6 separate regions of the Mus musculus genome follow, and regions 2, 3, 4, 5 and 6 are each linked to region 1. Evidence: chromatin contacts called from public HiChIP or PLAC-seq and promoter capture Hi-C data. All regions are on one chromosome and are shown on one strand. Each heading gives the region's core, a stretch centred on a gene start, on an enhancer-like site or on the middle of the called end of the contact. The rest is flanking DNA. Distances are from core to core; before and after follow the strand shown. Region 1 holds the start of St13 (suppression of tumorigenicity 13). Region 2 holds the start of Ddx17 (DEAD box helicase 17). Region 3 holds the start of Fam227a (family with sequence similarity 227, member A). Region 4 holds the start of Gtpbp1 (GTP binding protein 1). Region 5 holds the start of Dnal4 (dynein, axonemal, light chain 4). Region 6 holds the start of D730005E14Rik (RIKEN cDNA D730005E14 gene).

Region 1 (5,192 bases), core at 1,968-4,467:
ACACAACCACCAAAACCCAAAAACTTCAAAGCACAAAAAGATCCTGCCTCCTGCACCTACTCACACTTCAGGTTTGCATGCCTTCCTCAGGTGAGAAAGTTTCTCTCTCTTTTTTTCTTTTTGAGACACAGTCTCAATTATGTAGCTCTGGCTATCCTGGAACTCATTATGTACACCTGTTGGGCTCAAATTCAGAGATCCACTTGCCTCCACACTGGCTGGTTTTGTGTGCCAACTTGACACAAGTTGGAGTTACCACAGAGACTCCCTTGAAATACCTCCATGAGATCCAGCTGTAAGGCATTTTCTCAATTAGTGATCAAGCTGGGTCCATTGTGGGTGGTGCCAACCCTGGGCTGGTGGTCCTGGGTTCTATAAGAAAGCAAGCTGAACAAGCCAGGGGAAGCAAGCCAGTAAGCAATACCCTTCCATGGCCTCTGCATCAGCTCCTGCCTCCAAGTTTCTGCCCTGTGTGAGTTCCTGTCCTGACTTCCTTTGGTGATAAACAGCAATGTGGAAATGTAAGCTGAATAAACCCTTTCCTCCCAAACTTGCTTCTCGATGTTTTGTGCAGGAATACAAACCCTGACTAAGACACCTCCCTAGTGTTGGGCTTTAAAAGTGTTCACCACCATACCTGATTTCTTATGGTAGTTAGAGCAGCACCTGTCAACCTGTGGGTCACAACACCCCCCCCCCCCAGTGGGGGTTGAACAACCCTTTCACAGCAGGCCAGGATCTTTAAATCCTGTACACTGGCTATTTATATTACAATTCACAATAGTAACAAAATTACAGTTATGAAGTAGAAAAGAAAGTAATTTTATGGCTGGGGTCACCACAGCATGAGCTGTATTAAGGGGCTGCAGGTTAGGAAGGTTGAGAACCACTGCTCTAGAGGCTTTCTAAAGAAAGGCAACTACATGTAGTTGGCTAGGTAAGTTCTGAGAGGAGTGAATGATTAAACTACATTGTATGGAAGTCTCAATAAAAAAAAAAGTATATATTTTTTAAAGAAAGGAGTAACCAAAAACCACATATTTCAAGTCCTATTTATGAGACTCAAAACCTAAACTCCAAGGATAACAATAACTAAAATGTAAAAAAAATTAAAAAAAAATGCATTCCTCTCTTCTTTGCTGTGTTCTCTTATCAGCTGGATTGAGACTATAACCACTCAGCTGTAATGTCATTGGTGGCTTGTCTGCCTCCCCTTTGACTGTAAGCAACTGGGGTGAAGTAGAGATGCACCCTCAATAGCTAACTCAAAAAGTTCCTGGGTGAAACTGCACTTTCCGGCTCATGAAATGAGAAGTTGCAAAAGGATTCTACCGAGCAGAATTAAGACAAAGAATTGGTATAAAAGACTGGACACAATCACATAACAAACATCTGGCTTAACTGTGTTTCAGTCCCTCAGTCCCTCAGTGGTAAAGATTCAATGTCACTCCTTCATTGAAGCTAAAAAAACCGCAAACCATTTAGTGGTAATATAACAAGATGCTGAACTTACTTTTCCTCAGAAACAAACTATAATATATTTACTAGATTTTTTTAATGTGTTTTAGTCCTAAAGCTGGATCAAGTCAGGATTTACACGAAGCTACAAGAAAGTCAACGATCCGAAACAAAAAGCTGGTTCTAGTCTAGTCACAGTCTGTGGCCTGCCACATTTTCATTCATTTCCGTTAAAGGCACATCTTAACTACCAGGATTACAGAATAGGCTCCGTGCAATGGTGCAGTTTTAAATAGCGAATCCAAGTATCACATGCAAATATCAAGATCAATTTTAATGTCAAATACCCTATTTTCTGGTTCAGATTTTGCACACCTCGTCTGAAGTATAATCCAACATTAGGTCTCCTTACAAAGTAGGTGACTCACTCTCCAGTATAAAATTTTATGTTAGGTTAATTGCTCACCATATTGTACACGGAGGGTTCACATTCTCCGTGCTCTATCACCTTGACTGTTTATGTAAGACTTAGGCACGTCCCTCGCTTAGTTCTTTACAAACTGAATTGCACAAAGCATTTGTTTCTAGACGTGTTTCTTCTCTCTCTTTCTCTCTCTCTCTCTCTCTCTCTCTCTCTTTTCGAGACAGGGTTTCTCTGTATAGTCCTGGCTGTCCTGGAACTCACTCTGTATTTGGATCAGGCTGGCCTCGAACTCAGAAATCCGCCTGCCTCTGCCTCCCAAGTGCTGGGATTAAAGGCGTGCGCCACCACAGCCCGGCTCTATCTTTTGAGCTAGCTCTCCGATGAAACCTATGAAAAGGCGAAAGATTTACCCTGACCTAACACACACACACACGCTACTTGACATTAAACAATTTAGTCAAGTGTGATGATAAAAGCTACCAATTTAGAATTCGAGTAACTTTGAAGACAATCCCTTGGAGTTCCCTCCTCTTCAGTCACTCCAGCTTTCCCAGAATAACAGAACCTAAAGCCCACTCTTTCCCAGAGCAATCGATCAAAAGAAAAATCCGTGGGTGGTGAGGGGGGATCAGGTGCCGATTGGTGAAGAACCACGGATCATCAACTTGTAGCTCTTTGGGCTGCTTTAGGCTTTCTCCAAAGGAAGAACCTGAAGGGGACGCCGGCAGGAAAGACTCTAACCTGAGAGGCCGCGGAGCCTTGCTAGAACGGGAGCCAGCTTGGGGGTTGAGAGCAGAGACGGCATGGCCTGTAACCACTGGTCAGGAAAAGTACAAACTCTGGGGAAAGCCACTAGCACAGCCGCGTCGCCAGGAAACCAGTCAACTGCTCGGCCCCTTCCGGCAGGCGCGGCTCGCGGGCTTTCTTCCCGGGGCGGCGCAGAGCAGTGACGTCACTCGGCTAGGTTTTGGGCGCGCCGGCCCCACGGGCATTTATTTATTTTCCCCCCTCCTCCATGCGGCGTCTCGTTCTGCTTAATGCCCATCTTCACAGAAGAAATATCTTATTCCAAATGTCTCCCTATGTCCCGCTTGAAAGCGCACAGACACAAGGTCCTTCATCCATCCCGGGGAATTAGGTCAGAGGAAAGAATCCGAGTGAGACTGTTCGCCGATCGAAGCAGGCATTGTCACGGGCAGCTACACTTCTAGAAGGTTCTAGGCGGAGCACAGGTCCAGAGGTAGGAGTGGGAATGAGCGAGCGAAGGCCCGGGGTCACGAGGCCGTTGGGGGGGAGGAGCCAGCGGCCGGGGAGGTTCTAGTCTGTTCTGCCTCGCGGCAGCCGCCCCCTTCCACTTGGTCACGTTGAGCCGCTCCCGGGCCTGGCATCGTGCCTCCGCAGCCGCCCACCGCCTTCAGCTTCCAGCCTCCCACCATGGATCCCCGCAAAGTGAGCGAGCTTCGGGCCTTCGTGAAGATGTGTAGGCAGGACCCGAGCGTCCTGCACACCGAGGAAATGCGCTTCCTGAGGGAGTGGGTGGAGAGGTGAGAGCCCTGGGCCCCGTGGACCGTTGGGGACGGAAAGTTGGGGGTTGGGGAGTGGGCCCCGAGCTGGCGTAGGGAGGAGGGGAGCGGTTCTAGGCCCCTTCGTGGCTCTTAGTGGCTTCGAGAGGTTCTCGGAGGGATCTGGAGCGTTGGGCAACTTAGGGGTGGAAAAGCAGAGGTTAGAGTTGGTTCCCCCCCACCCCCCGCAGTTAAGTCTTTATGGGGGTGTGTTTGGGTTGTGAATATTTGAGCAGTGGAAATAATGCGCGAACGAAGACAAAGCTTTTACTAAGGGATTGTTTTTCTTGAACCTGGCGTCTTGTTTAAGTCGCATTGACCCATGTGTCGTTTAAAATATTAATAGTGGTAACTTATTTATTCTATAACTTCAGTTATCTGTACTTGGCCTTACAACGATTTTAATTGCATGGAATTTTGTTGGGAATTATTTATACCCACGTTAGTTGTAGCGCTGTCACTTCAGCTACTTTAGGAATTTTTTTTTTTCCTTCAAAGACCAGTGTGCTTGCAGGACTAACTGGAGAGTATTTCGCCTGCGTACTATGATTGTTGTGCCAGCTGCTGGGAAACAGTATTACTGGGGAATTGGTTTCTCCTTTTTGTTGTTTTAGTCTCGTTGATAAAAGATTTTAAAGACAGAATTAGAAGAAAGCTTAGGCACCATTAGAATTTGAGGGTGAAAAACGCAACAGTACAAACAAACTAAATCTCTACAGCTGCCAAGGGGAGGGAGGATGTTAAGTCATGCTTTCTGAATTAGGGTCAGCAATGGAAGCTCACCAGCACTTGTAGAAATGGGGGAGGGTCGGTCTTCAGAGAAAGTGCATGTTTAGGGTCTTTGGTTAATATAAAAAAAAAAGAGATGGGGAAAAGTAAAGTTTTATATATTTTTCAATTAGAACTTAGAAAAAACAAGCAGGCTGAGCCATGAAGGTCTGAAAGCAACTGTGTGGAGTGAAGGACTCAGGGACTGTATAAGCACTTTACTTCTTTAAAGATAATTATTCCAAGCTTTTTGCATATCTTCTGGTAAATCAGCCTTTCTGAGAGGTTGTTTTCTGGCCAGGTGATTGCAAGTCCAGATAGATTAAGGGAAGGAGCTAATAAATAATGTGTAAGTTTGTTTTTTTTTTTTTAAATTTTTTTTTTTTTTTTTTTTTTTTTTGCTGGTTGAGAACTTGCTATGTAGCCCTGACTGGCCTCAGGTTCACAGAGATTGCCCCTGTCTCTGTCAACTATTGGGATTAAAGACATTTGCCAACACACCAGCTATTTTATTTTTCAAGCTAGTTTATGTGTAGTGGGTGTTTTGCATGTATATGTATGCCTGATGCCCAGGGTTGTAAGAAAAGAGTATTCAGTTCCTTGGAACTGGTGGTTGCAAGCTATTACTGTGGGTGCTGAGAATTGTACCCTGGGTCTCCTGGAGGAGCAACAATTATTCTTAATCACTTAGTTATCTCAACAGCCCCAGTATGTAACGTTTTGGGTGGTTTAGAATACAGTCTTCTCAGGGAAAGGTGGACTAAGAGGAAGTGGCTTAACTTTAATGAAGCTCAACCCCTGATACTCTTCACCTAGAAAGGACCCTTTTATATGTTTAATTTTTTTTAAGATGTATTTATTTCGTGTATTTGCTTGCACTTTAATAAGCCAGGGTGGGGAATCTGATCCTTTGGAACTGTTGTCACAGACAGTTGTGAACCATCATATAGGTGCTGGGAAATGAACTTGGGGTCTCTGAA
Region 2 (5,192 bases), core at 962-3,461, 1.9 Mb after region 1:
AAACTCTTATAAGGACAACATTTAATTGAGCTGGCTTACAGGTTCAGAGGTTCAGTCCATTATCATCAAGGCAGAGCATGGCAGCATCCAGGCAGCATGGTGCAGGGTGGGCTGAGAGTTCTACATCTCATCTGAAGGCCGCTAGGAGAATACTGACTTCCAGGCAGCTAGGGTGAGAGTCTTAAGCCCACGCCCAAACACAGTGACACACATACTCCAACAGGGCCATACTTCCTAATAGTGCCATTCCCTGTGCCAAGCATGTACAAACCATCACAGTGCCTAACTTGTCTTCTTAGGGTATAGACTGTTAACACCTCCATACATTATCCATTGTCTCCTAGGGAACACCAGGAACCACTCTTAACCTTTGGTTCTCCAACCACCAGCAAATCACTGGCTCCAGCCACACAACTGAACCATTTCTCTCAGCAGTAATAACCTGCACCAAGTCCCACCATTTCCTGCCTGGACTTCAGTACCCAGCCACGTCCAAAGGGTCTCACACTGTAGCTCTGTCTGTCTTACTATGTAGACCAGACTGGCCTAGAACTCAGAGAGACTAAAGAAAAGAGACAGTACACTGGGCCTTCACTAGATTAACTGTTCCTGCCTTAGCTGCCTCTCAGTTGATTCTCTGCACTGCAGTCAAAGGGGTCCTTCTTTATGCCGCTACTTTAAACCAGACATTTTCACCTTCAAGGAAACCAAGCTCTTTAAGTAGCTTCCATCTTCTTGGACTCAGGCTTTGCATAATTGATCTTCCCCCTTGGCAGCAAGGACCTTAGTTGAGACCTCAGCTCAAATGTCATTTGATAGATGGGGGATGCCTTCTGAGAGCACCCGATGTCATCCCGTTTCCTCAACTTGTCTCTAGCCCCTTTCTTGTTTTTGTTTCTTTGGTGTTTGTTGGTTGGTTTTTGAGAGAGGGTTTCTTTGTGTCACCCTGGCTATTCTGGAACTCACTTGGTAGACCAAGCTGGCGTTTAACTCAAGAGATTCACCCACGAGTGCTGGAATTAAAGTATGGCCTTCCCTTTAGTGTTTTTTTGCTGTTGTTCTTGGAGGTGCTGGGTGTTGAATCCAGGGCTTCAGTCACGGTCAGCAAGCACTGTTCCACAGCCTCAACACCATTTTCTTTTCCAAGTCAGCAAAAGTCTAACATACACATTTGTCATCTGTCTCCTCTCCGTCTCTAGAGAATAAAGCTCTGTGCCAAGGAACGTGTTGGATCCCCAGTGTCCCAGCAACTAGCACAATGCCTGGCTCTCCATGGCCGAAGTGACAAATGAACCGTTTCTCAAGACGCCTCTTTACTCTCCTGGCTTTCCTAACCTAAGCAACACTCAGGACATGAGACAAGACTAAGCCTCCAGTCTGCCGGCCTCCATTCTCCGCGGCGGTAGAAATGAGCCTAGAGGTCTCAAGGAACCCAGCAGTTCCACAATTTAGTAAAGCAACTATGTCCAAGTTTGTGTGGCTTGGCAGTGCGCAGGGATGGCGAGCCAAAGAAAGCAATCTAGGAGTTGGGTGGCACCGGCGGCCTAGCCCAGCCTGCCCTCCCCGGATAGGGTTTGCAAATCCTAGCCTGTCAAACCCACCGCTTCTGCAGTGGGGCACCCGGGTAAGGCACCCATTTTCATGGTGGCTAAGGTCCAAGGCGCCCACCTCAGAAAGGACTCTGGGAAGGTGTGGCCTCTGCGTCAACTACGGCCAGAGGAAAAGGTGCCAACCCTTTGTTCGGAAAATAGCACCTCAGTAAGAAACGCGGGAAACACAGGGTGTCTTTTGGCCCAGCCAGGCTGTTGGCCGCTGAAAGAGAGCGACACGACGCATCCAACATGGCTGCGGCGCCAGCGCGGCGAAAAGCGACGGGAAAGAAATGGCGCCGGGCTGTGTGGCCAGCTTGGGGCACACGGCGTTGGGACGTTGGAACCAAGAAAGCGGCCTCAAGACTCTCTGGGTTCTACTGCCCAGAGACCCGGAAGTCTGACTAAGGCTACGTGGAGTGCTACCATTATGTCTGCACAAGGCCGGCCTCAAGCGCCGGGTTGAGCTCGGAATGCCGGGAAAAGTCCATTCTCGAAACAGAATGCGCTACGAAGACTGCGCTGACCCGCAATAGTGGGCGGGCCAACGACGCCAACACTGTGACGTCGTGCCGACGGCTCGCCCCACCCCCAGCCAACGTTCTAGAGCTGGCGGTGCGAGAACCCTACGCCGGTTGCGCACATTGCCTTGTTTAAGGTGGGCCGACCAGGGCCCCCATCTCCGTCACCGACGTAAAGCGGTTCCGAGAATGTCCGTGGCGTCGCGCGGAGCCCTCCAGACGCTGTTTACGTAGCGTCTGGGCCGTGCGTAGCGTTAAGTTGGAGCGGTCTCCGCGGCCGCCGCCATTTTGTGCAGTTGCTGGGAAGGAAGGGAGACGCCTCAACCGTGGCACCGCCCGGTTTGAGCGGGACCAGACCTCCCGACTGTCCTAACAACCCCGATTCTCTGAGTTGTGCTCCCGTCTCCGACGAGAGAGGCGGCGACGGTGGCGTCTGCGACGGGAGACAGCGCGTCGGAGCGAGACAGCGCCGCGCCTGCCGCCGCCCCAACAGCGGAGGCGCCGCCGCCGCCATCGGTCATCACTAGACCCGAGCCGCAGGCCCTCCCGAGCTCGGTCATCCGTGCCCCGCTCCCAGATCTTTATCCGTTTGGGACCATGCGTGGAGGCGGCTTTGGGGATCGGGATCGTGACAGGGACCGTGGAGGGTAAGGGGGAGGTGCGGGCGGGGGGCGGGGTGGCCCGCAGAGCCCTGAGGCTCGCGCCGTACAATGGCGGCGGCGCGCAGGCCTCAGGCTTGGGCGGACGTCTCTGCGGACCGCGATCCTGGCTCGGAAGTGGCAGGCCAGCCTTGTCGCCTCTCTTGGCCCGCTCGCTGATCATTTGATCCCTGCAGGCCGGCCGCAGTGTCTGTCTGGGGGAGGATCCGGATGCTCAAGTTTTAATCTAGGAAAAGCTGCTTGAGATCGTTTCTTTTCCGCTATGTTAGCCATCCCTGTTAGAGAGGGACTGGAGTCGAAAAGGCCTTTTTTTGGTTTTAAACTAGGTTTTACTCCCTTTCTGTTATATTTTTGGTTAAGTGGAATCAGATTGGAATGGGAAGTGCTGGAGTTGCTTTCCAAAAGATCCAAATTGCGGGTGACTTTTTTTTTTTTTTTTTGAAACTAACAAAGCCTGTTGAAATCAAGAGAACTCCTTGAGGTGGCACACCCTGCACTAGAGACTGAGTCAGGCTTGGAGTTCAAAGCTAGCCTGGGCTACACAGATCAGAACAAGAGAACAGTTAGCAGAGTTCAAAGTGAGGGCAGTGGTAGAAAGAAAAAAAAATCAGAATAAGCCTTGTAAAGGAATCGTAATTGTAGAAGCTTTATTCTGTCCTAGGTCATTATTCAAGATCCAAGCAGTTTGGGATTATAAGCAAGCCCAGTGGAAATAACACATAGGAGCCACATTATTATCCTTATTAGACTTAGCCTTAAAATCTCCTAAAGATTGGGTTTTGGCCATTATTACAGATTGAAAACAAAAGAAAACTGGTTATTTCTAGAAGTGTTTTAGACTTGTATCAGTTGCTTCATTTGCAAGTGGAGTAAAGTAGTCAAATGAGAAGGCCTGGCTCACTGTAGTATTGCACTGAAAAGCCAGAGGCCTTTTAAAGGTCTTGGTGGGTCTACTCAGTTGAATGTTTTTCTTTCTAGTTGTGCTGGTTTAGCAGTGGTATTAATAAGTCACCCAAATTCTGCCTACTGAATGTAGATACCCAAAGAATTCCAGTAAAATTTCTGGCCATGATCACTGCAGGGTGGGTTTGTCTCAGGGCCATGAAGCTTAGTCTAACGGTTGTCCTGGAATGTGTCCTCAGTGTCCCCAAGTTCAGAAACACGGGTGTAGGCCACCACACCAGGTTCTAACAGAAGAGGGGATTACCTTGTGGGGTTCCTGCTACCTCTCCCAATATTGGCAGGTCTTGAAATGAAATTCTTTAAAATAACTTGAAATTTCTCCAATTTTCTAGTGGTTTACAGGAAATAAGGAAATGAGATCTTGCAGAGCATGGTGGCTCATGCCTTTAATCCCAGCACTCTGGAAACAGAAAGAGAGGCCTCCAGCACAGCCAAGGCTATATAAAAGAAACCCTGTCTCGAAAAACAAAAGAAAAAAGGAAATGAGATTTTTTTTTTTTTTACAGCCCTGTACTCTCATAGATTAAGACAAAGAGGGTATATTAGGATTGTAGTTTCTAATTTCTTGTATCTTAGGTTTGGCAAGTGGCCATATCTATATTGTTTAGCTTACCTGTTTGTTGTATCTAAAAGACAAGGCTTATTTAAATCTGAGGGGGGTTTGTTTTGACACAAGTCTCATAGACCAGACTGCCCTTGAACTCTGACCTTGCCCACAGCTTTCACGTGCTAGGACTACACGTTATTCAATACCATGTCTAGCTTTGAATCTTATTTAAAAAACAAAACAAATACCCATAACCTACATTGATGGGGTTTTTGTTTTGTTTTCTCCCTGTAACTAAATAGTATTATTTGACCCTGGTGTGGTGACTCACATTTATAATCCCAGTGTTTAGGAGGCTGAGGCAGGAGGATTTCATAAAGAAGGCTGGAGAGGAAAGGATTACAACTCTTTTATTCTGGCTCTTTCTTTAGAGTAAACTAAACACACTAGACCCTGATGTCCCAATAGTTTGCTTTATAGAGTAGCAGAGAAGTTTTTGCCCCCAGCATAAGTGGGGAAATTGGCTAAGAAGCTGTTGTAAATTTGAAGGACTTGCTTGAAGTACATTTTTTTCGATGTCCACAGTCTTGGTCTTGCAGTTTAAAAGAGTACCACTTCTCTGCAAGAGCAGAGACCGTTAGTTTTTATTGTATCCAGAATCTCTAGTGCCAATTAAAACTATACTTAGTATAAAGTCGGTATCACTAACTTTGTCAGAGAGCTAAAATAGGTGGGAAACTGAGGTGGGAGGAATGCTGTTCCTTTCCTGTCACATGAGATGGATATTAACAAATCTACATTTTCTGGTGTCTCTAGGTTTGGAGCAAGAGGTGGTAGTGGGCTTCCCCCTAAGAAGTTTGGTAATCCTGGGGAGCGGTTACGAAAAAAGAAGTGGGATTTGAGTGAACTCCCT
Region 3 (5,192 bases), core at 1,633-4,132, 1.7 Mb after region 1:
AACTCACAGAGATCCCCCAGCCTCTACCTCTTGATTGCTGAGAGTAGAGGTATACCGCTACACCCAGCTTGGATTTGATCTTTAAACATGACTGAAATGAATTATCTGAACTAAAATGCAAGCCAGACTGGATACCACCACCTGGGACCCTATCACAAGGAGGCTGCCTGTCATAGTAGGTTCTTGAATAAACTCCAGTAGTAGTTCCCATGCAGGAATTCAGTCTTGACTAATAATATAAACCCCGAGGATGCCTTCCCACAGAGTCACCTCTCCACCCAGAGACCACTCCCGCCACCCAGTCTGCACTCACAGAATGTAGGTTGGAGAGAGAGGCCGACTTCCGAGGAGGGGTCTTCTTTGGGCTGAATATGCTGCCAAAGAGAGGCATCCCTAACTCAGTGAGGAAACGCCAGCACTTCCTTCTCCTTCCTGACCCAGCGAGAAAACACCAGCACTTCCGTCTCCTAAAGTCAAACAGATCAGCGACCTCATTTCACTGTTCTCTATCCATTAGAACATCTTACACCTTGATGATTGCCAATTACCGCAGTACCTACTGGGAAGAGTTATCCATTTATACAGAACAGCAAAAGAAGGCTTGAGGTCCTAATAGTTCTGGAAGGAGCTTCCATGTGCTGGGTGCTTCTTATGTGCCAGGCAGTATAGGCTAAGGCCTTTGCATAAACCCATTTCACTCACAACTGCCCCTCGACATGCCTCTCCTAGTCACCCCATTTGGAAAGCCAAGGTCTTTGGTGGGAACGGGCATTGGAACCAAAGTTTGTGTGGCTTCACAGTGATGCTAACCTCAGGCAACTCTGTCACGAGTTGGCCTCGCCAGCATCACAGTGTGGAGCCAGGGAGGAAATTTCTACCATTCCCGTTGGCCAGTAAGAACATCACCAAGTACGGGAACTTCAGCCTGGATGGCATCCTAAAGCCATGAAGCGACACCCGGATTTCACTCCCGGATGCAGAGCGGTACTTATCACAGTCTCGATAAGTATCACGACACTCACCGGCACACTAGCTTTAGTCACAGCACAACGTCCTGCAATGCTCATAAAATCAGTAACATCACTTAGGCTCGGGGAAGAGGTCAGCTTTTTAAATAAAACAAGTAGAGAGAAGTCATAAAACCACAAGGCTTCATGGTACATTTTTTTTTCCAATTATGTGTTTATGTGCTGAATGCATGCATATGTGCAGGTAGGTGTGTGTGTGTGTATCCACTTTATTAATATTTGTGTGCAGATTCGGAGTCTGGAGGGGGGACGTCAGGTGTCCTGTTGCATTCCCTTTAGATGGGGTCTCTCACTGAACCTGGAGCTAGACTGGCGGCCAGCGAGCACAAGCAATCCTGTCTCCGCCACCAACAGTGTTAGCATTGCAGGGGTCCGAGCTTGTAGCAGGCTTTTTTTTTTTTTTTTTTTTTGGTTTTTCGAGATAGGGTTTCTCTGTGTAGCCCTGGCTGTCCTGGAACTTCACTTTGTAGACCAGGCTGGCCTCGAACTCAGAAATCCGCCTGCCTCTGCCTCCCGAGTGCTGGGATTAAAGGCGTGTGCCACCACGCGCCGGCTTGTGGTAGGCTTTTAACTGAGATGTTGGGGACTTGAATCCATGGTCTCACACTTGAGCAGCAAGTACCCACATTCACTGAGCCTTTTCTCTAGTCCCCTTCACAGATTTTTTTTTTTAAACACACACACATACACACACCGTTCAAGGTATCCTAGGGTTCTTTAGGGAAGCTCTCTCATAGAAGACTATGGGCCAAGAAAATTAAAGGTTTGCACTTGGTTCCCAACCAACCCTGTTGCTCACCCTCTGGGGAGTCCAACGTTTTATCATCCCCCAAGGGCCTCAAAGGCTTTGTTTGCTGTTGTTTTTAATGTGTCTGAGTGTTTTGCCTGGGATACCATGGTCGTGCCTTGTGTCTGCAGATTCTACAACTAGAGTTACTGGCGTTTGTGAGCTGGGAATCGAATCCCAGTTCTCTGCAACAGCAACCAGTTCTCTGAGACTCTGATCCATTTCTCCGGCCAGTGACGTCCCTTATTTATAATCACGAATGATAACAGCCTGCAGCTCGTAGGTTAAGAGTGCTTTCATGTTTACAAACTGTTGGGACATTTGATGCTCACCATGACCCTGAGAAGTAGATCAAATTGTCCCCCTTTACAGGGAAATGCACTTACTGTGCGAAGCTTTAGTTTGCATCAGGCTATAAAATACATTCTCTTCATTCTGACAAAAAATAAAGGAAGGAAGCATCTTTGGTTTTCACTGGATTCTCAAAGGGAAAGGTGTCTCGAAAAAGTTAAGAGCCAGCCAGTCTCACGGGTCACAAAACCCAAAGAGTTCTGTACGGGTTAGGAGAAGACCTTCAAAGGATGGGGTCAAAACACCATCTCCGAGTCTCCGTCGCAAGAGGTGCCCGCGGAGCATGCCACGGTCCAGCCTGCCCGCTTCTCCAGGGGTACCCGGGCATCCCACCCACCACTACTGGCACGGATATCCGCCCGCCGCTCCCAGAGGTACCTGTCTGCGAAGCCGGAATCCCGAGCTAGCCTGCAGCTTTCTGCAAGGATCTGCCCAGGCCGCGTCAACCGCCGCGACCGCGATTGGCCGGCGCCGGGCAACCATCGTGCGCATGCGCAGCCTCTCTGGCTTCTACCACTGAGAATGCAGAGGGAGCCAGCTCCGAGACGAGCCTCCGCGAAGCAGCGGAGCCCCTGCGGACTCTCTAAGGTTCACGAATAGAAGAAAGCCTTGGGCACGACTTCTGGAGATACACACATGCCTTGGGCACGACTTCTGGAGATACACACATGCCTTGTGGCATAGGCTGGGAGAGGCATGACCCCCTAAATACGTTGGTCTGGTCCCCGGGTCAGCGCCGCCGTCGTCATAGTAATCGTTTTCCTTGGCAACAAAGCAGGCCGAAAGCTGCTTTGTTGTGTTAAAAATGTTAAGTGGTGACCCAGGCTGGACTCACAGTAGCAAAATGGACCGACCTGCAGCTCCCCCGCCCCGGCCACAAAGCAAACCGCGCCCCTTGGGCCGCGGATGCTGGCGGACATCCGGAGCTTGGTCCGGTCACTGGAGGGGCTGGTGGCGGAACCCGCCCTGACGCTTCTGCCGAAGCTTTCAGGTAAGACAGACGGACAGATATGACGACTCCCTGCCAGTAGCAAACTGGCTCCTGCCAGTCTTGCCTCCTCCACACTCCCACAAGCAAGGGAAACTGAGGTCCAGGGAAGGTTGCCCAGTGTACAAGGGGTAGAGAACTGGAGAGTCAGCTCCAGGATTCCTCAAGTCCTAAGGACATTGTAGCTCGGTTTGGTAAATGAAGAAATGGCCATCCAGGAGGCGTTTCTTGGCTGCCTAGTGGGTGTACGAGGTCATCCCACCATAAAGGACAGGACCCAGCTCCAAGCAGTCTTCCTCCACCTTTGCCACACAGCGTTCGAAGAGAGAATTCCACATCAAAATCAACCATATCTAGTGTAGCAACCGCTACAGAAACATAAAGCAGAACACATTTGAAAGTTGCGATCATTCTAGAAGTTTTTTTGTTTGTTTGTTTGTTTGTATGTTTGTTTGTTTGCTTGTTTGTTTTTTTCGAGACAGGGTTTCTCTGTGTAGCCCTGGCTGTCCTGGAACTCAGTCTGTTGACCAGGCTGGCCTCAAACTCAGAAATCCGCCTGCCTCCCAAGTGCTGGGATTAAAGGCGTCCGCCACCACCGCCAGGCTCTAGAAGCTTTTTGATATTAAACCTTGTGCGCCCTCTACCGGTGCTATCCCCGAAGCACCTTTCGTATTTTGAGATAAAGTCTCCCTGGGTACTCCTTATCTCATCCTCCTGCCTCAGCCTCTCAGTGCTGGAATTACAGACACACACCCAGCCTGCCTTCAACCCCTACCCTTTTGCTTTGTTTGTTTTTTTTTTTTTAAGATTTATTTATTTATTTATTATATGTAAGTACACTGTAGCTGTCCTCAGACACTCCAGAAGAGGGAGTCAGATCTCGTTACGGATGGTTGTGAGCCACCATGTGGTTGCTGGGATTTGAACTTCGGACCTTCGGAAGAGCAGTCGGGTGCTCTTACCCACTGAGCCATCTCACCAGCCCCGCTTTGTTTGTTTGATATTTGAGACTGGGGCTCAATATGTAGTTCTGGCTGCTCTCCCAACTTACAAAAGTCCTCCCGCCTCTTTCTCCAGAGCGCTGGGATTAAAGGCTAGTGCTCCATACCCGGCCCTAGGCTTTTTAACAAGTCAATTCAAAACAGATTAAATTAACTTGACTATTGTTGCACTTAACTCGGTTTGTCCAAAATACGAATAAACAAATATTTTAAATTTTTACCATGTATTGGTTATTAATTTCTTTAGTCACGCTAACCAAATTTCAGAACTTTTGTTTTGGTGTGTGGCTAGTGGCCGTGGGGCTGGGCAGCATCCAGGAGTGTTTTCCTTCCAGCCTCGTTGCCCTCTGTCTGGGAGCTGTTTCTTCTCCCCATCAGCCAGTTAACTCCTGCTCTTCCTTCAGCACCTTGACCTCCGTAACTAGGTCAGAACAAACTGTTGCAGCACTTCAGAGGCAGAGGCAGGAGGAGCTCTGTGAGTTGGAGGCCAGCTCGGACTACATAGCAAGTGCCAGGCCAGCCAGGGCTACGTCATGGTGAGACACTGTCTCAAAAACAAAAACAACAACAACAAATACCCAAAACCACACTGTCACCTCATAACCCTATGTACTTTCTTTGGAAGCAGTCATGAGTTATATAATTCATCATTACATACAGAATTTTGATGAATTATACTTTATAATTATGTACTTATTTTAATTTTACAAGTCTACCTCAATAGCCCCACTAGGGCTATGGATCCAGTCTGGCTCAGTTTACCATCCTGTGCCCAGTTGGAGCACACTTTTTAGTCTGTGGGAAGTCCTCAGTAAATAGTCACCGAGTGGCTCGACGTTGATGGTGACGGAGGACCAGTACCGCAGTCTGCATTTCACATGCTATCAAATGCTAACTCTGAGCAGGGGATCGGCAGTCCCAGCTGCCACAATGCCCCAAGGGGAAGGGCTCCTCAGCTCCCACGCATCCACCCCCAGCACTTGGCACAGTGCTTGCCATAGCGCGGCTTTCAATGAAGCTTGCTTTCCCTCCTCTGC
Region 4 (5,192 bases), core at 805-3,304, 1.7 Mb after region 1:
TTCTTCAGCTCCCTGACCATGCACTGACATCTAGTCAGTACATTTCCAACAGGCCATTTGACTCATCAGAGTTTAGAATTGTAACCCAGATGCTGCCAGTGTTACATTGTCTCTAGCATTTTGCTTGGATGGAGGTCTCCCTGAGCTTGGCCACCCTTATGATGGTATTAGAGGCACTAGACAGGACCATCATGACAAAAGATGCTAGTTGGCTTCCAAGGGCCCAGCAGAGATTAGAAGGAGAAAGAACAGTTGGGAATTGCTTACTTAGGTTGGGGGCAAAGGTTCTTTCCAGTTTAGAGCCAAGTTTTATGTAGCATTGCCATCATGAGATGTCACATTTTCAAAGCACCATAAAATCTCCCATCCAAGTAGTAATCAGACCCGAGCCTGCTTAGCTTCCGAGATCAGACGAGATCAGGCTCGTTCAGCATAGTATGACCACAGACATCAAAGCTCCATAAAATCTCTATTGTAATTATCCTACAAAGCGCAGGGGGTGGGGCTGCTCTATCTTCCACCAGCTGCTTTTTAATCCTCACAGGGAATCATCATCTATCTAGTGCAAACATTTAGTGAGTCTCTGATATGCATCTGGGACTATAATGGGTCTTAACATTCTCTTCTAATTTTTTTATTTTTTTTAATTTGCGAGACAGGGCTTCTCTGTGTAGCCCTGGCTGTCCTGGAACTCACTCTGTAGACCAGGCTGGCCTCGAACTCAGAAATCCACCTGCCTCTGCCTCCCAAGTGCTGGGATTAAAGGCACGCACCACCACTGCCCAGCTCTCTTCTAATTTTTGCAACACATCTGCATTTTCTTGATGAGATGCTGGAGAAGTGAGAGGTTAAGAAAGTTTCCTAAGGTCACAGACCCTTTTAATGGCAACAGTTGGAAGGGAAGCCCAGTCCCTCCCTTGGCATCAGTTTCTTTAGTGATGTTTGACACTTTCTAAACACCAGTAACATCTTATAGTTACTTTCTTATTTTCCACAATGCCAAGTAAGTGGTGAGATCTTCATTTCTGCCTACCTTCTCAACACCGCAGAAGATGCTACTTAAAGATGCCCTTCCATATTGCATGAATACAAGAGGTGGCTCCACTCGTAAGTGGCAAGGCTGAGGGTCATGCCTATTTTTTTTTTTAATTATAACAAGGCAGGGTGTGGGAAGGCGACGAGTGCCACGGTGTACGAATCAGTTCTCTCCTTCACTAGGTGAGTCCTGGGGATCGAACTGAGGTTGTCAAACTTAGGAGGCAAGCCCCTTTACCTGCTGAGCCATCTTGTCGGTCCCATCTTTTTATTTTATTTGGGTGGACACGGAAAGAGGACGCTCCTCGGACATCATTCTCGCCGACTGAGCAACTACTTTCTGTTTACTTTCCAGAGACCAGGAAGAGAAACGGCTGCCACCCCTTAGACTGGCTACCTGTCTTCGTGAGTATCCCGCCCCCTGCCCAAGCCACCTTGACACTTGGTCCTCCGGGATGCTCCTAGAAGAGGAAGACCCTGCGTCTCAGGGACCCCCCTCCTGGGGAGGGCGGGCTGATCCACACGGGGACAGGGACACAGGGCGCGCGGCCCGAGTCGGGAACCCCGTTCCACGTGGCGGAGCCAAGTGGCAGCGATCGAGGCGGGAGCGGGAAGCGCGGGAGGCCGGGTGGACGCTGCCCGGTGCGGAGAGTGGGCCCGGGCCCGGCAGGTTCGGGAGAGCGGCAGGTGGGCGGGCTGCATCCCTTCAGCGCTCCCGTGAGCCGTGCCACTGGACAGCCGGCTGCCCGCCGTCGCCTCGGAGACCGTCCGGCCCCTCCGCGTACCCCTGGCCCCGCCGCCGCCTCCCGGGCCTACCTTGCTGGTGAGGTCCAGCTCCGGCTCGCCGTTGAGCGCCTCGCCGTCCTCGCTGCAGTCAGAATCGAAGCCGCCATGGAGTCGGGCCGCGGCCGCGGCGGCCCGAGCCGCCCCCGGAGAGCTAGGCTCGGGGGCGAACATCGAGGCCGGCACCGGCGAGTCGACCGGGGAGCGACTCCGCTCCGCCGCCATCTTTAAGAACTTAAGCTAATTCGCAGCCGGCCGCCCGCCCTCCCTCCCTGGCTCATTTAACTAATTTATGCTCGGCCCCGCCCCTTCTTGTTAGAATAATTTATGCGCGGCTTCCCCGCCTCCCGAGACTGTCACGTATCTCTAGCGGAGACACAGAAGACCCAGTCTCTCATTTACCAATCGTCGCAGCTCTCTCAAATACTTTAATGAATAATTAATGAGACCAAAACCCTAACAACAAACGTCGTAGTGGTCGGGAGCCTTGGTCCCACCTCTAGTGGGGCCAACACAGCGTGCACGCTACCTGCCTGGATCCTTCCCGCCAACGGGAGCGAAGCAGAGGTTTGACTGACTTGACAACAATCCAATGAAAAGAGGCATCCATTCTTTACTCCCCACCTCACTTTCCAGAGGCGGGGCCAGCCTCCAAATCATACTGCAAAACAGTCCCGCCTGGAGCCTCTCAAAATGATGGACAAGGGCGGGACCCAATCTTGTCCTCCCTAAGTCCCGCGCGTCTGGCCGCCGCATACCCAGATAGTAAACTGTGAAATGAGCCTGGCACTCCGAATGATTGAAGGCAGTTGCTGCAACACTGTGTCCGGCGTGCTGGCATGCGCAAGGCAATTTTTATAGTAGAATCGATGCTATGTATTCCAGGAGTGGTAATATTACAGCCGCCAGACCAAGACAATTAATTAAATGCTGACCTCAGGGAGTTCCATTCATGACTCCTCGGAGAGCAACTGAGTGAACAGAAAGATGTTGACAGCCCAAACTCTAGCGTAAATCCCCTCACGTTTTTGGTGAACAGCTGAGCCACAGGTCTAGGATCTGTCAAGGTAGTTTCTTGTGGCTTATTTTTCAGTTGCCACTTGTGGAAAGTCCCAGTCCAAAAAAAAAAAAAAAAACCCGCCGTTCGTGTACCTGAAATTCCCGTTTCAAATGTCTGAAAAATTTAGACTATTAGGTGAGTTCTGTTTTTTACCAAGATCTAATTATGCTGGCTGGACCTGGCCACTCCTCCTGGTAATAGATTAAAAAAAAGAGCAGCCGCCTGAGGAAGTACGAGAAATTTAGGGATTGGACCACAGGATGTATATAGTAAGTAAGGAAAAGGGTACAATATAGCCGTCACCTAATTCGGGGAGAGTCTTGTCCTCATTTTTAACGTACTACCAAGTCTGTGAGCAGATGCTGCTGGAAACCTGACCTTAATGGTTTTTTACTGAGATTTGTTTTTATTTTGTATGAATGGTGTGTGTGTGTGTGTGTGTGTGTGTGTGTGTGTGTGTATGTCTGTGTGCCACCTTTGTGCAGGGCCTGTAGAGTCTAAATGGGGCACCGGAACCCTTTTGGACTAGAGTCGCAGACGATTGTTAGCCTCCATTAGGGTACTGGGAATCCAACCCAGGTCTTCTGAAACTCTGAGCTATATCTCCAGACCCAGAGATTCGGACTCCTAAAGTGAGAGGCAGTCTTGTGGACCGTAACCCTATATCTGTGGATTCTGACAGTATCCCCAAGTATTAAGAATTCAACTGGAGGTTGCTCACTGCTTGGCTGGGGGTGATCAGAGGTGACAGTTGTATTAATTCTATTGCTTCGATTGCTATTTAGCATTGTATGGCCAGAAAAAGTTCAGTTTCAGAATACATTGCTATCTGGCTGGGGGGAAAGACTGTCCTTCTCACTATAGGACTTTGCCTAGAAAGGATATATATTCTGAATACTTGCTTTTCGAATTGAATGTTTTGGAGAATAAATATAAAAAGTAACAGTTGAGAGGTAATTCCTAATCATCTTTACATTCTCTTTCTGAAAACAATTTGGTCCAAGCTCAAACCCTTAATTCACTATAGACATAATGATTTCAAACAACTTGATCGACTTCTTTGGGCTGTATTTTTCTCCCTGAAAAAGAAAAAAAAAGTCTAATTTGCTTAACAATAATTAATTACTCATCAGTTAATTAATAGATGTTTACAATAATTCTGGTTGAACAGCAAGTCCCTAGGAGATAAATCCTATGTAAATACACTGTAACAGTTTGGTAGTTTACACATTACACACACACACACACAAAAAGATAATTCAAAAGTAGTCTAGGTAGAGGATGCCCTATCATGTGGTAATCTCTCAGATGTGTTGCACAATACTGTTGATTGGGGTGATCATGAGGATTAGAGAAACCATTACTTTGAAAGTGCAAATCTGTTGTTTTCCCTAACAAAAATCCGATAGGAAGGCAAGTTAGAAACAGTGACTTAATTTAAACCCATGGGAAACTGTAAATAGTCTGCCTTTGGACACAATGTACTCAGCTAAACTCAAAATACGGAGCTCTAGTTGGTAGAGTGCTTGTCTTGCATTTACCAAGGTTCGATCCCTTGCCCTGAACAAATTGGACATTCTTGGTTACGTAATGAGTTTGAGACCAGCTGAACTAGAGAACACACACGCGCACACACACACACGTCTAAAAAGAAGGATCAGAAGGGAAAAGAAAACACAGAAAGGAAGGCTTGTGACAGCCATCAAGAGAAGGTTGCTGATCAAAAGGGCAGTGGTTTGTGTGAAGTGAACTGGAATACGACACCAAGGATCTGAAATAGAACTCAGGTTTCCATTTGAAATATGACTCCCGGCGAGAGTCTTGCCCTCAGCTCTCAAAGAAAACTGGAGGCGGTCGGGTTCACCAACCAAGATTACGCCCGACCGCGTCGGTAAAGTGTTAGGAAATCTGATGAACATAAGTGGGCCAGGGCAGCCGCTGCCCGGGCTCAAGAAAGCACTCTGCCGGGAGGAGGGCCCTGCGGCGTCCAGGCGGGAGTGGGCGCCGGGGCGGAGCTGCGGCGAAGCGACAAGTCGACCTCCCCCGCTACCGCGGAGCTCCACAACCCTGCACAACGGCTCCGCGACCTCTAAGCACCTCCACCGGACCAACAGCCCGCGTTGGCTACGTCACACAACGTCAGGGGTGACGCGAGGTTGGCAGGCGGGGTCAGCGCGGGGGCGTGTCTGGGGCGCGCGCGGAGTGAACGCCGCTGACGTCGGGCTCAGGTGCGCGTGCCCGCCCGCTCCGCCGCCTGCTTGTCCGCGCGTGGGCCAGGTGGCGGCCCGCAAGCTCCAGGTGGCGGCGTCGGGGA
Region 5 (5,192 bases), core at 1,487-3,986, 1.6 Mb after region 1:
AGAGACAGCCAGGATGCTATGGGACATCTGAGCCTCCGTGCACAACAAGAGACCTAACCTGGGGAATAAAAGATCAAAGCAATCAGGACCTAGCTCAGTCATCCTCAATCTTCCCAATGCTTCAATACAGTGCCTCCTGCTGTTGAGATACCCCAAGTATAGCATTATTTTCATTGCTACATCATAACTGCAATCTTGCTATTGTTACAAATTGTAATGTGTTTTCCCATAGACGTAGGTGATCCCTGTAAGGGGTCGTGACCCACTGGTTGAGAACTGCTAATCTAAAAGGACAAGGATTAAGGGAGCTGCGGGCCTTAGAGCCCCAAAGGGACAGTGGTAAAGCAGCATTCCTCAGCAAGGCACAAATCAAGAGCGCCACTCCCTGGAAGAAGGGGACATTTCCAGAGTACCCACTTCCCACCTACAGTTCCAGTAAGTACCCCACTGGATGGGAATGCAAGCAAACAGAGAGGAGGTATTCCTGTTTTTGTCCATCTGACAAAGTATCTGGTAGAAGCAATTTAAGCAAAGACAATGTAGCCAGGCATTGTGGCAAATGCGTTTAAGCCCAGCATTTAGGAGGCAGAGGCAGGCAGATCTTTGAGCTGGAGACCAGCCTGGTCTAAGTTTCAGAACAGCCTGGGATACACAGGAAAGCCCTGTCTCAAAAAAAGAAAAAAAGTTTCTTTCGGTTTAAAATCCAGAGGTAGTGTCATTATAATAGAGAGGGGAATCATGTCAACCAGGATGTGGCTCCTGTGTCTTGGTGGCTCCAGTAGCCGAGAGGAAGGCAGGAAGCAGGGCAGGACAGGGCAGGGCTGTAACCTTCAAGGCATGTTCCTTAGCTGCCTACCAGCTAGGTCTGATGTCCCAAAGGTTCCACCACCTGCAACAGTGTTATCAGCTGGAAAGCAAATGTGCAAACCATAAGCCCTTGGCTGACATTTCCTATGGAAACAATAACCACTTGTCAGAAAAACACAGTAATATTAAGGACCAAAGCAAGAGCCCAAGATGGGAGCCAAAAATGAATTAGAGGTCTGGGGGACACAAGAGAGCCAGGTTACCCTGTTACCCAGTAGCTCCCACAAGGTAGCCTGCAGAAAAACACCCTATGATCCTCCATTCCGTTGCAGGAGATCCTGGAATCTGCACTGCAGAAAGATCTATAGGTACTACCTCTGTGATAGAGAACTGTGTGAAGGTTTCTGCGGTTGGTGCTGCCAGCAGGGAAGGAAGATGGTCTAACAATTGCTGTTGCTCCTCAGAAGGTCACTGGTAACCACAAGAGAGGGAATTTCAGAAACATCGTGGGAGTGGAAGCCAGATTGTGGTGGGCGGGAGAATGAATGGGAGGCGAGAAAGAGAGGATGGCAAACAAGGACCCCTTTGGGGGAGTCGTTTGTGTAAGTGACAGAAGTGAGAGCGTCATCCCCCTCAAAGGCTGCCCTTCATCTCCTGGAGAAAGTTGGAAAAGAGGATTAAGGAAATTTGAAGGCTGAGTAAGATTCGCCACAGACAGTCAGAACTTTCCAGGGAGGCTAGCTAGGAACTGTCGTGTGCTGAGCTGAATTCCTGCTGCCAAGTCTCAAACCAAGCCCAATGTGTGTGTTCTGGGTCTGTACACTCAAGCTAGGTTAATCCACTGTCCCAGATCAGACCTTGTTACCACTCTCCCCAAAGCTCTCCAGCAACCAATGACTCTATCTCACCTCACACCAGGGGCCACTTGTGTTTCAAACCTCTCTTTCTTCTGCCCTGCTTCTTTCTTTGTCTTCCCCTCTACTTGACCTACTATGTTGACCCTGCACTCCTACTACGTTGACCCTGCACCCAGGCCTCTTGGAGCTACCGCTGTCCCGCTCCCATTAGCATTCTGGTCATCTTGGGCTCTTCCCGCCTCGTTGTCCCACTTAAAAAGAGCCAGTACCCTGCCAGTCTCTGCTATAGAAGCACGCGGAAACGATTCCATTTCTTCTCATGGCTCTATACCTTCTGAACTGTGCCTTCCGCAGAATCACCAGCTAGTGGGGCTTCATTAATGATTGCATGATACGCATAGAATAAATGTTTAGATTATGGGGCATTCCACTGATCCATTCTTCTTCTTCACCTTCCCCTCAGCAAGAGGCTCTAACACTCTTTGGTCATTTCTTTCCAAGAATCAGAAGCAGGTTCCAGACAACTGCATCTGATGGTACAGGTGTCTCCCAGCCCCTGGGACAAAGCAACCCTGGAGGGTTTGCACAAGGGAAAGATCTGGATTCCTTCTCTGAGGTTATGCCTTGATTCTTTCCTTCAGTCTCTCTAGTTCTACACATTGGCCCAGACGGGATCACGGATGCTGTTAACAGTAAGCACTGTGTTGCGAATCAATGAGACAGTCACTCACTGTAAAGGACTAAAACACTACCTAAGTTCTGGTGGTTATCAGGCTCCTGCGGTCGTCGTAAAATAGCAGATCAGCGTCACGACACCAACAAACTGCATTTGTCATTTTCGATGTCGAAAACTCCCAGGGCAATACAGCTTTAAGAAGTTTGTTCCTCTACAAAGACTACTTCTGCCTGTCCGCAGCTGCTCCGGCAGGCTTAAGACGACTATGAGCGAAGCCCCACCTCCTCGGTCTTTAAGCCACGCCCCTCGCGTAAGCTCCGGCCTCCTAGGCCCCTTCGGAATTAATTGGCACTTCTCTACACCAATAATAAGTGATATTGCTGTCAACGTCCGGTGACGGGACGGGACTTCCGTGATGGTTGCTAAGACACTCTGGCTCGCTCCTTGACAACCCTGGCGGGGGTGCGCTGGCTGTGGCCTCGGCTCCGGCCCCCGCGGGAGCAGGTGAGGGCGCGGAGTGCGGAGGGCAGCGCGGCGGGGAGGGCTGGCCCTGAGGGAGGGCGGGAGGATGCGCGGGGCGGACAAGGCCTGGCCCAACGCTAGGCCCCACCTAGGTCCCCAGCCCGCGGTTCCCGGCCCAGGACCTCCCCTTGTCCCACGTAGGAGACCACGGAGCTTGGCAGTGACATTGCGCACCAGCACCACTTTGCAGGCCGCTCCTCCTCACTCATCTTGGGTCCTGTTTAGCTCCATGCCCTCGCATCCTCCCTGTTTTGACTCCCACTGCACTTTGTCCCCGCACCACCTCGCTGCTGACTGGTGGTCTAAATCGCCTCGTCCCAGATCACTTGGTTTGGAGATTTGGCGATACTCTGGGATTCTAGGCTGACTATTGCCCGACGGGGGGCACTCAGTCTTCCCATCTATAAAGTCGAAATTGGGTTGAATGGTCGCAAAGGCCTTTTGGACTCTGACGTCCTAGCATGATGTTGTGGGACTTAACTGTCAACGCCCCTTAGGATGTGTGTTCTCCTAACCTTTTATGTAATGCAAAGAATTTGGCAAACTTAAGTTGGATTCCCATTGGTAAGAACTACCTAAGATCTCTCTGGGCACCAGTCAGTGCATCTATAAAGCCAATAGTCTGAAGTTCATCTCCTTTGGCAAATGAAGTACAAAGGGTCCAGTCCAGTGTAGACGGTACTTGCTCACTTGTCTTTTTTCTGTGTGTATGTGCGTTCCTGTGTGTGCAGTTACATGTGGAGGCTGGAAGTCAACATTCGGTGTCTTTCACAATCACTCTCCACCTTATTGTCTGAGACAGGGTCTCCCTCTTTGATGCCAGGAGCTCACCACTGGGCTTCATGGCTAATGAGCTTCCAAGGATCCATCCTCTCAGCTGCCTCTCCAATGCTGGGCTCACAGGCATGGCCGCCTCACCCAGCCCTTTACACGGGTGCTGGGATAGAAAACTCTGGTCTTCATACTTTTGTAGCAAGCACTTTATAAACTGACCTCCACCCCCTAATTTCTTCTTTTTGTCTGTTATGACCTCACACTTTCCCTCCTGGGAAGAGCCCAGTGCTTTCCTGCGCAGTATCCCACTCAGTAGCCACTGTCTGCAGATGAACCTCAGGCCTGCTGTCTGGCTCTGCTCTTCCCCTGTGGCTAGGAATTCTTGGGGTACAGGAGTGAGGAAACTGAAAGAGGTTGGTACAGTGATACGAGGATTCATAGCTTCCCTTTTCCAACCATCCATGACTCTGCCATCTTTTCCTCCTGACTAAATGTCTCCATTTGCATTTTGCCAGCTGCTAGCATCAAGCTGGCCTGCCTATCTGTTCTACCTGGTTTCTTCCATGCTCTGGTAGGCTCATCCCTCTGAGAAAGTTATCAAGTTACCTTGATTCTCTCTCCGTGGGGTATCACACCCTCCCCATTCCTGAGACCATTCTGGCCTCTTAGGCCTGTTTTCTGGGCTGATCGCTGTAGCTTCCTGGCTGCCATCCCTGTCAATCCAACTCCCCAACCTCTGTGCTGCCAGCCACCCTGAAAGCTCCAAGAAGCCAGGCAAGGTCGTGATGCTTGCAACCCAAGGGCTTGGCTGTGTCAGCAGTATCACAAGTTCAAGGTCATCAGGAGCTCAGTGGTTCAGTGAGTTCAAAGCCACCCTGTGTTATGTGAGAGCAAAAACAGAATCCAAGGTTGTTTTTTTTTTAAATTTTTTTATTAAGTATTTTCTTCATTTACATTTCCAATGCTATCCCAAAAGTCCCCCATACCCTCCCCCGCCACTCCCCTACCCACCCACTCCCACTTCTTGGTCCTGGCGTTCCCCAGTACTGAAGCAAATAAAGTTTGCAAGACCAATGGGCCTCTCTTTCCAATGATGGCCGACTAGGCCATCTTCTGATACATATGCAGCTAGAGACACGAGCTCTGGGGGTACTGGTTAGTTCATATTGTTGTTCCACCTATAGGATTGCAGACCCCTTTAGCTCCTTGGGTACTTTCTCTAGCTCCTCCATTGGGGATCCCATGATCCATCCAATAGCTGACTGTGAGCATCCAGTAGAATCCAAGTTTTTATGCCTGGGTTTTAGGGCTCTCTACACTTCCACAACCCACCCCCAGCTTTTTTTCCCCCCTCCTTTCTCAATTGTGTTCTTTCTCCCAGTCCTGGGAAGCCTTGAACTTTCTCTTGGGTCCACTGCATTGCTTCTCAGTCCGGAGTCTCCTCCTATGCCCATATGACAGGGCCTTTCTGCCACAAACCACAACTCCTGGGTCAGTTTTCATCTACGTTGCCTCTTGCTTAGTTATAGTGGAGTTGTCAAAAGCGTGGTCTTGAA
Region 6 (5,192 bases), core at 1,380-3,879, 1.5 Mb after region 1:
ACCCGCGCTTTTTGCCCCCCAGCCCTAGCCCTATAAAAAGGGTAAGAACTCCACACTCGGCGCGCCAGTCATCCGATAGACTGAGTCGCCCGGGTACCCGTGTTCCCAATAAAGCCTTTTGCTGTTTGCATCCGAATCGTGGTCTCGCTGATCCTTGGGAGGGTCTCCTCAGAGTGATTGACTACCCAGCTCGGGGGTCTTTCAGTACCTTGTTCTTAAAGACCCCATGGTGAAGGGAGACGGGTGAATCGCAGTCCTTTCTAGTCACTTCATAGCACAAGAAGGTATCTTTCCGGCCTTTGGCATAGCCTAGGTTCTTAAAGTGGAACTTGAATGTTTCTTGAGATATCAGGTTTCTGCAAGCACAAGAGAGAAAACAGAAATTGCAGAGTGTGCCCTGGAGTGACCCCAAGCAGAACAAGGCCCCAAAAGTCCTGAGGCACCCCCAACTCCCTGAACCTTTGACAATTTCTGGAGTCCTTTCCAAGCAGGAAGACAGAGGGAGAGGAGACAAATCTTGCCGCCAGAGAGGTGCCCTCCTACTTGGGCCCCACGCTGTTCTACCTCCAAGTCCTACCCAAGAACATGCACAGCCTGAGGAAATGAAAGGCTCAAGATTCTTCAGCCTCTCGCTGCAGCTCCTTCCAGACGGGACACCTCCATGTGGGATGGAGGTTTTAAAAAAATCAAGGAAATGAGACCAGAGAGATGACTGGTCAGTAAAGCGGCTTGCACACAAGTCCTGATTCTCAGAGCAGATATAAAAGCCAAGTATGGGGGTTGTGAATCTACAACCCTGAGTTGAGGTATCAGAGATAGGAGGATCCCAAGAGCTCATTGGCCAGCCCGCTGGAACCCACAAACTCATTTTGGTGAAAGACTCAAAAAAATAAAGGGAAGAGCAACTGAGGAAGACAATTGACATCAACCCCTGGCTTCCAGATGGGCGCCCGAGTTATATACTGTGCCCATCTCCCAGGCCCACCACACTATATACTGTTAGAGAAATTCCTAACGTCACATGGGCAATCTAATGTCTCAGGATTTCTCGAACCTGAACTCATCAAGTCCTTCCCTGACCCTGCAGGCGAGGGTCCCCCCAAATAGACAGGGAAAGCCCAAGCCTGTAACTATAGTCTTTAAGGAGCAGAAACAAGAAGATTATGCCAAGGTCGAGTCCTACTTGAACTATATAGTGAGTGCCAGGCTAGCCAGGGCTTCATAGTAAAATCCTGTCGGGGCTGGGGTGGGGGAGGGTGGGAGAGGGAGACAAGAATGTAAAGAACAGCAACAACAACAACACAGCCAAACTACCACCACCATCACAATAAAATTCCACAATATAATAACAACCAAAAATCAGGAGACAGGGGGCTGGTGAGATGGCTCAGTGGGTAGGAGCACCTGACTGCTCTTCTGAAGGTCAGGAGTTCAAGTCCCAGCAACCACATGGTGGCTCATAACCATCCGTAACGAGATCTGACTCCCTCTTCTGGAGTGTCTGAGGACAGCTACAGTGTACTTACAATAAATAAATCTTAAAAAAAAAAAAAAAAATCAGGAGACAGAGTCTGGATCCCTTCCCTCAAAGCTGGCTAGGTATTAGTGGCCTGGGAGGACCCCAGGCTGGACCCTTTCCCTCATAGCCAGCAGCCTGTAGAAAAGAGCTGGAAAAATCAGACGTCTATCAAGCCTTGGTCAGAAGAATGGGATCGGAGGCTTATCTCTGACTCTGGAAGGAGAGGTGACATCTGGGACTGGTTACAAGGCCACACCCAGGGGACAAGGCTATTAACAGATAATTGCTGATAACTGGCTTCAGGAGCCCTAATCCTGGAGACAGACAGCTGGCCAGGGGCTTTCTGTTGAAGACTGAAGACATGCTATTCTGTGATATGACTGTCGCCTCTCTCTATACAGGTCTATCCATCACTGGACAGGACAAAGTTGCTCAGGGTGAGGTGAATTGGTTCGAAAGACGGGCCAGGGAGATGGTTCAGCGGGTAAAAGTATTAGCTTTGAAGTTAAAGCCTGCATTTCCACCACACCCACGCATGCACGCACCACTTGCAGCTGGGCTGCCCACGGGACAGTGGCCTCCACCGACATCACAGGCACCAGGAGAAGGGACAAAAATCAGAATGTCACCCAAGGGAGTAGGCAGTATAACTTTCTTCTTATATGTAGGTTTAAAATACACTCACATCTCTCTCTTTCTTTTTTTTTTTCTTTTGTTTTTTTCGAGACAGGGTTTCTCTGTGTAGTCCTGGCTGTCCTGGAACTCACTTTGTAGGCTGGCCTTGAACTCAGAAATCCGACTGCCTCTGCCTCCCGAGTGCTGGGATTAAAGGCGTGCGCCACCACACCCGGCCACTCACATCTCTTGCCATTGGGCATGTATACATATGTGTATGTGTTCTGAATTAATATGTGCATGTCTGGGGGTCAGGAGAAGGCCTTGGATTCCCAGAAGCTGTAGTTATAGGTGGTTGTGAGCCATACCATGTGTTTGCTGGTAGCAGTTGGTCCTCTGTGGAAGGTGACAAAGGTTCTTAACTGCTGAGCCATCTCTCTCCAGTGCCAACCCCGCCCCCTATTATTTCTCTTTTTCTCTTAGCTGACTGGTGTGGTTCCGAGAAGTCTCCACAAGCATCCAGGCAATGGGTGTGTTAGGGGAATTTCTCTTTACCCTTTCCCTTTCCCAGCTCAGAGTGGCTACTTCTGGAAAGGTGGTTCACATTGCCTTAGAGAGTGGTCCCCTCTTCTCCCAGTATCCCCTGAGGTTGGGTTAAAACAGCACGGATATTCTAGGACATCTATCGAAAGTTCTCCATACATGGTCGTCCAAAGTCTGCTTCCATGGATTTCTCTTTAAAATTTGAAGCCCAGACCAGCCTAGCCCTGGATCAGCATGAAGACCCAAAGGCGAGTAACCCCAGACTGAGAAGTCTCAACAGGAAGAAATATGGGTGACGTGGAGAGGGGTACAGGGTGGCCAGTTTAGAAGCAGCTATAAGGTAACCGAAGCGGCTCAGAACAAGGACCCTCGAGGGGAGTGGGAGCTACGGAGTATCCTGGAGAATGTGAGAGAGGAATCGGGAGCTGGGGACCTAGAGGAGAGGCTCGGTATACAGCAAAATGGGGGCCACCAGGAAGAGACTGCAGTGAAAATTTTGGAGGAGCGGGGCCAGCGGTACCTGATCGGTGAATAGCATTTGCGATGGCTGCATCCCAGACAGAATGGTCCCATCCCAGCTCTGGGCCCCAGGCGCTGGGGTTGCATTTTCTGTGAGCAGGCTATGGAAGACCCCCAGAAGTGAAACTGACCTCCCGGGCCAAGTGAATGCAGGCCCCACCTTCTTCCTGCATCAGCTCCCGGAATGGGAGGGCTCTAGGCGATCAAGCCCAGAAGGCTCCTGCCCACCTCTTTGTCCCTTGGCTTGGCAGAGACCTGCTCCTCTGTACAGCGGCCCGCGGGGATCGCAAAGAGAAAGGGAAACTAACTGATGGTAGAGAGAAGCTGATGCCGACCGCGGTGAGGGTAGGACAGACGCCCCAAGGGTGGCCCCAGGCGTCTCCATCCAACCTGCCTAGACCATCCTGTGCCGAGCTTGCAGCCAAAGCTGCCAGTTGAACCAAGGGTTTGACTCTGTAGGTGTTAAGGAGTGGGGACCCTTACATTTTCTCCCTTCGGCTTAGGAGGGGAGGGGACAGCCTGGCTTCGCATTTCTAATTGTGGCTTGGATTTTGGCACCCTTCACCTCTAATTTCCCAACTGCCCCAGGTGTGGAGCTAGACTGAGATCAACGGGGAGCACAAAAATGGATCATTGATGGCTCCGAATCAGCCAGCAGCAGGTGGCCGAGCTGGTATCAGAGCCCGTCATCCAAGCTTGTTTCCCTGCAGATGAGGGAGACCGAAATGAGTTTACTGTTCTCACAGACCTGTGTCTCTCGAGGGCAGTAGCGTGGACCAGTCAAATGTAGCAAGTGCACGCTTCTGGTTATTGAGGTTCAGCTAGCGTTCTTTGGAGGAGTGAATGCACACGGAGTCAAGTAATCTTCCAGTGGTTTGGGATACACGTGTGCAGGTATACACGGTGCTCTCCACAGAGGCTCTGGGCACAGTAGCCAGTTCCTGTAGGGCGAGCGTGTCACAGCGCCCCCATCTGGTGGAAGGCTATCCTTATTTCTTTACAAAGCCAAACTTGTTGAACTTGGTGGGGGAGGGAGTGTGTGTAGTTTTCTACTGTCTTGGAAAACAAATGGACACAATATAACAGCACTAATGGGAAATAATACTTCAGTCGGAAGTAGACACATATAAAAAGAAAATATAACAAAAGTAGATCCAGAAAATGCACCAAACTCAGATCCAAAGGAGGACATAGTGCTAATAATACCAGCCCTGCAGCCAAGATATTCTGTCTCTTTCTTAATGTGGCCTTTGATGATTTATTTAACATCCTGAGTCTAATATTCTTCATCTATAAATGGGCATTTTAAAAAAGCTACCTTATTGGGATGCTGGCAAGATAAAATGTGGTTTATGTAAGAAACTTAGCAAGTGCCCAAACTGTTATAAGAAATGAATGAAAGAAATAGCGCCAGTCACTGTATTTATTTCTTTATTACATGTATTTGTATGAGTGTTTGTTTGCACCTATGTGTATATACCATTCAAAAGAGGGCACCAGGTCCCTGGGTACTGGAGTTCCAGATGGTTGTGAGCAGCAGTGTGGGTGCTGGGAACTGACCCTGGGTGCTCTTACCTCACCACTGAATCATCTCTCCAGCCTGTCCTCTATCCTCTGACAAGAGAGATGGGATGTCTCCTGAAGTGCCTTGGATGGAATTTTAATCGATCAGTGAACCTGGAAACGACTGCCTTGTACAAGGGTCATAGTGTGTGTCCTAGAGAAATTGGAAGTTTTTTGACGGATCCATTTCCCTATCTCCTGTGTGTTTGGTTTAGTGAGAAATTACTAAATACCCCTACAGTCGCGATGCCATTTTGTATTCTCCATGCCAGATGCCCCCTGCCTGGCATCTAGTGATGTCGCTCATTTCATCTTAATCACCAATGGATTTATAGTGATATAGTGAGGTGGTTCGGTTGTTTTGCTCTGCTTTGCTTTTTGAGACACACGGTCGCTAGGTAAACAAGGCTGAACTTGGACTCCAGATCTCTGT

The links. Promoter capture Hi-C pulls out the DNA fragments that hold promoters and counts their contacts. HiChIP or PLAC-seq counts read pairs in DNA pulled down with a chosen protein or histone mark. Capture Hi-C pulls out chosen DNA fragments and counts their contacts.
Region 2: a contact with region 1 is called in an H3K27ac HiChIP or PLAC-seq map of thymic regulatory T cells, with 8 times the contacts expected there. The contact joins the promoter of Ddx17 here to the promoter of St13 in region 1. A contact is called at or near these places in 1 of 39 promoter capture datasets (pre-B cells), 1 of 484 Hi-C or Micro-C datasets (embryonic stem cells), 2 of 115 datasets of contacts at active chromatin or transcription factors (pro-B cells and thymic regulatory T cells) and 1 of 9 other capture datasets (liver).
Region 3: a contact with region 1 is called in a promoter capture Hi-C map of pre-B cells, with 4 times the contacts expected there. The contact joins the promoter of Fam227a here to the promoter of St13 in region 1. A contact is called at or near these places in 3 of 39 promoter capture datasets (the 3T3-L1 cell line, hippocampal neurons and pre-B cells) and 1 of 9 other capture datasets (liver).
Region 4: a promoter capture Hi-C map of liver shows a contact between it and region 1, with 4 times the contacts expected there. The contact joins the promoter of Gtpbp1 here to the promoter of St13 in region 1. A contact is called at or near these places in 3 of 39 promoter capture datasets (hippocampal neurons, liver and pre-B cells), 4 of 115 datasets of contacts at active chromatin or transcription factors (astrocytes, embryonic forebrain, pancreatic cancer cells and 1 more) and 1 of 9 other capture datasets (liver).
Region 5: a contact with region 1 is called in a promoter capture Hi-C map of pre-B cells, with 2.6 times the contacts expected there. The contact joins the promoter of Dnal4 here to the promoter of St13 in region 1. A contact is called at or near these places in 1 of 39 promoter capture datasets (pre-B cells) and 1 of 9 other capture datasets (adipose tissue).
Region 6: a promoter capture Hi-C map of pre-B cells shows a contact between it and region 1, with 3 times the contacts expected there. The contact joins the promoter of D730005E14Rik here to the promoter of St13 in region 1. A contact is called at or near these places in 2 of 39 promoter capture datasets (the C10 cell line and pre-B cells), 1 of 484 Hi-C or Micro-C datasets (B cells), 1 of 115 datasets of contacts at active chromatin or transcription factors (bone marrow-derived dendritic cells) and 1 of 9 other capture datasets (adipose tissue).

Annotation. Positions count from the first base shown.
Region 1 is chr15:81,397,719-81,402,910 of GRCm38.p6, reverse strand. St13 (suppression of tumorigenicity 13) reads left to right here and starts at 3,217. Exons shown (of 12, transcript NM_133726.2): 1 at 3,217-3,426. The coding sequence starts at 3,317. Xpnpep3 (X-prolyl aminopeptidase 3, mitochondrial) reads right to left here and starts at 2,773. Exons shown (of 10, transcript NM_001347075.1): 1 at 2,624-2,773. The coding sequence starts at 2,687.
Region 2 is chr15:79,543,760-79,548,951 of GRCm38.p6, reverse strand. It overlaps Ddx17 (DEAD box helicase 17), which reads left to right and starts at 2,211. Exons shown (of 13, transcript NM_001040187.1): 1 at 2,211-2,757; 2 at 5,096-5,192. The coding sequence starts at 2,708.
Region 3 is chr15:79,656,646-79,661,837 of GRCm38.p6, reverse strand. Fam227a (family with sequence similarity 227, member A) reads left to right here and starts at 2,882. Exons shown (of 18, transcript NM_029407.1): 1 at 2,882-3,157. It overlaps Cby1 (chibby family member 1, beta catenin antagonist), which reads right to left and starts at 2,611. Exons shown (of 5, transcript NM_028634.3): 1 at 2,545-2,611; 2 at 314-467. The coding sequence starts at 391.
Region 4 is chr15:79,687,758-79,692,949 of GRCm38.p6, reverse strand. It overlaps Gtpbp1 (GTP binding protein 1), which reads right to left and starts at 2,054. Exons shown (of 12, transcript NM_013818.2): 1 at 1,852-2,054. The coding sequence starts at 2,043. Josd1 (Josephin domain containing 1) reads left to right here and starts at 5,078. Exons shown (of 4, transcript NM_028792.3): 1 at 5,078-5,192.
Region 5 is chr15:79,772,011-79,777,202 of GRCm38.p6, reverse strand. It overlaps Dnal4 (dynein, axonemal, light chain 4), which reads left to right and starts at 2,736. Exons shown (of 4, transcript NM_017470.2): 1 at 2,736-2,844. It overlaps Gm30977 (a long non-coding RNA gene), which reads right to left and starts at 2,675. Exons shown (of 4, transcript XR_875488.3): 1 at 2,417-2,675.
Region 6 is chr15:79,890,575-79,895,766 of GRCm38.p6, reverse strand. D730005E14Rik (RIKEN cDNA D730005E14 gene) reads left to right here and starts at 2,629. Exons shown (of 1, transcript NR_030675.1): 1 at 2,629-5,192. It overlaps Apobec3 (apolipoprotein B mRNA editing enzyme, catalytic polypeptide 3), which reads right to left and starts at 3,359. Exons shown (of 8, transcript NM_030255.3): 1 at 3,198-3,359; 2 at 209-356. The coding sequence starts at 3,250.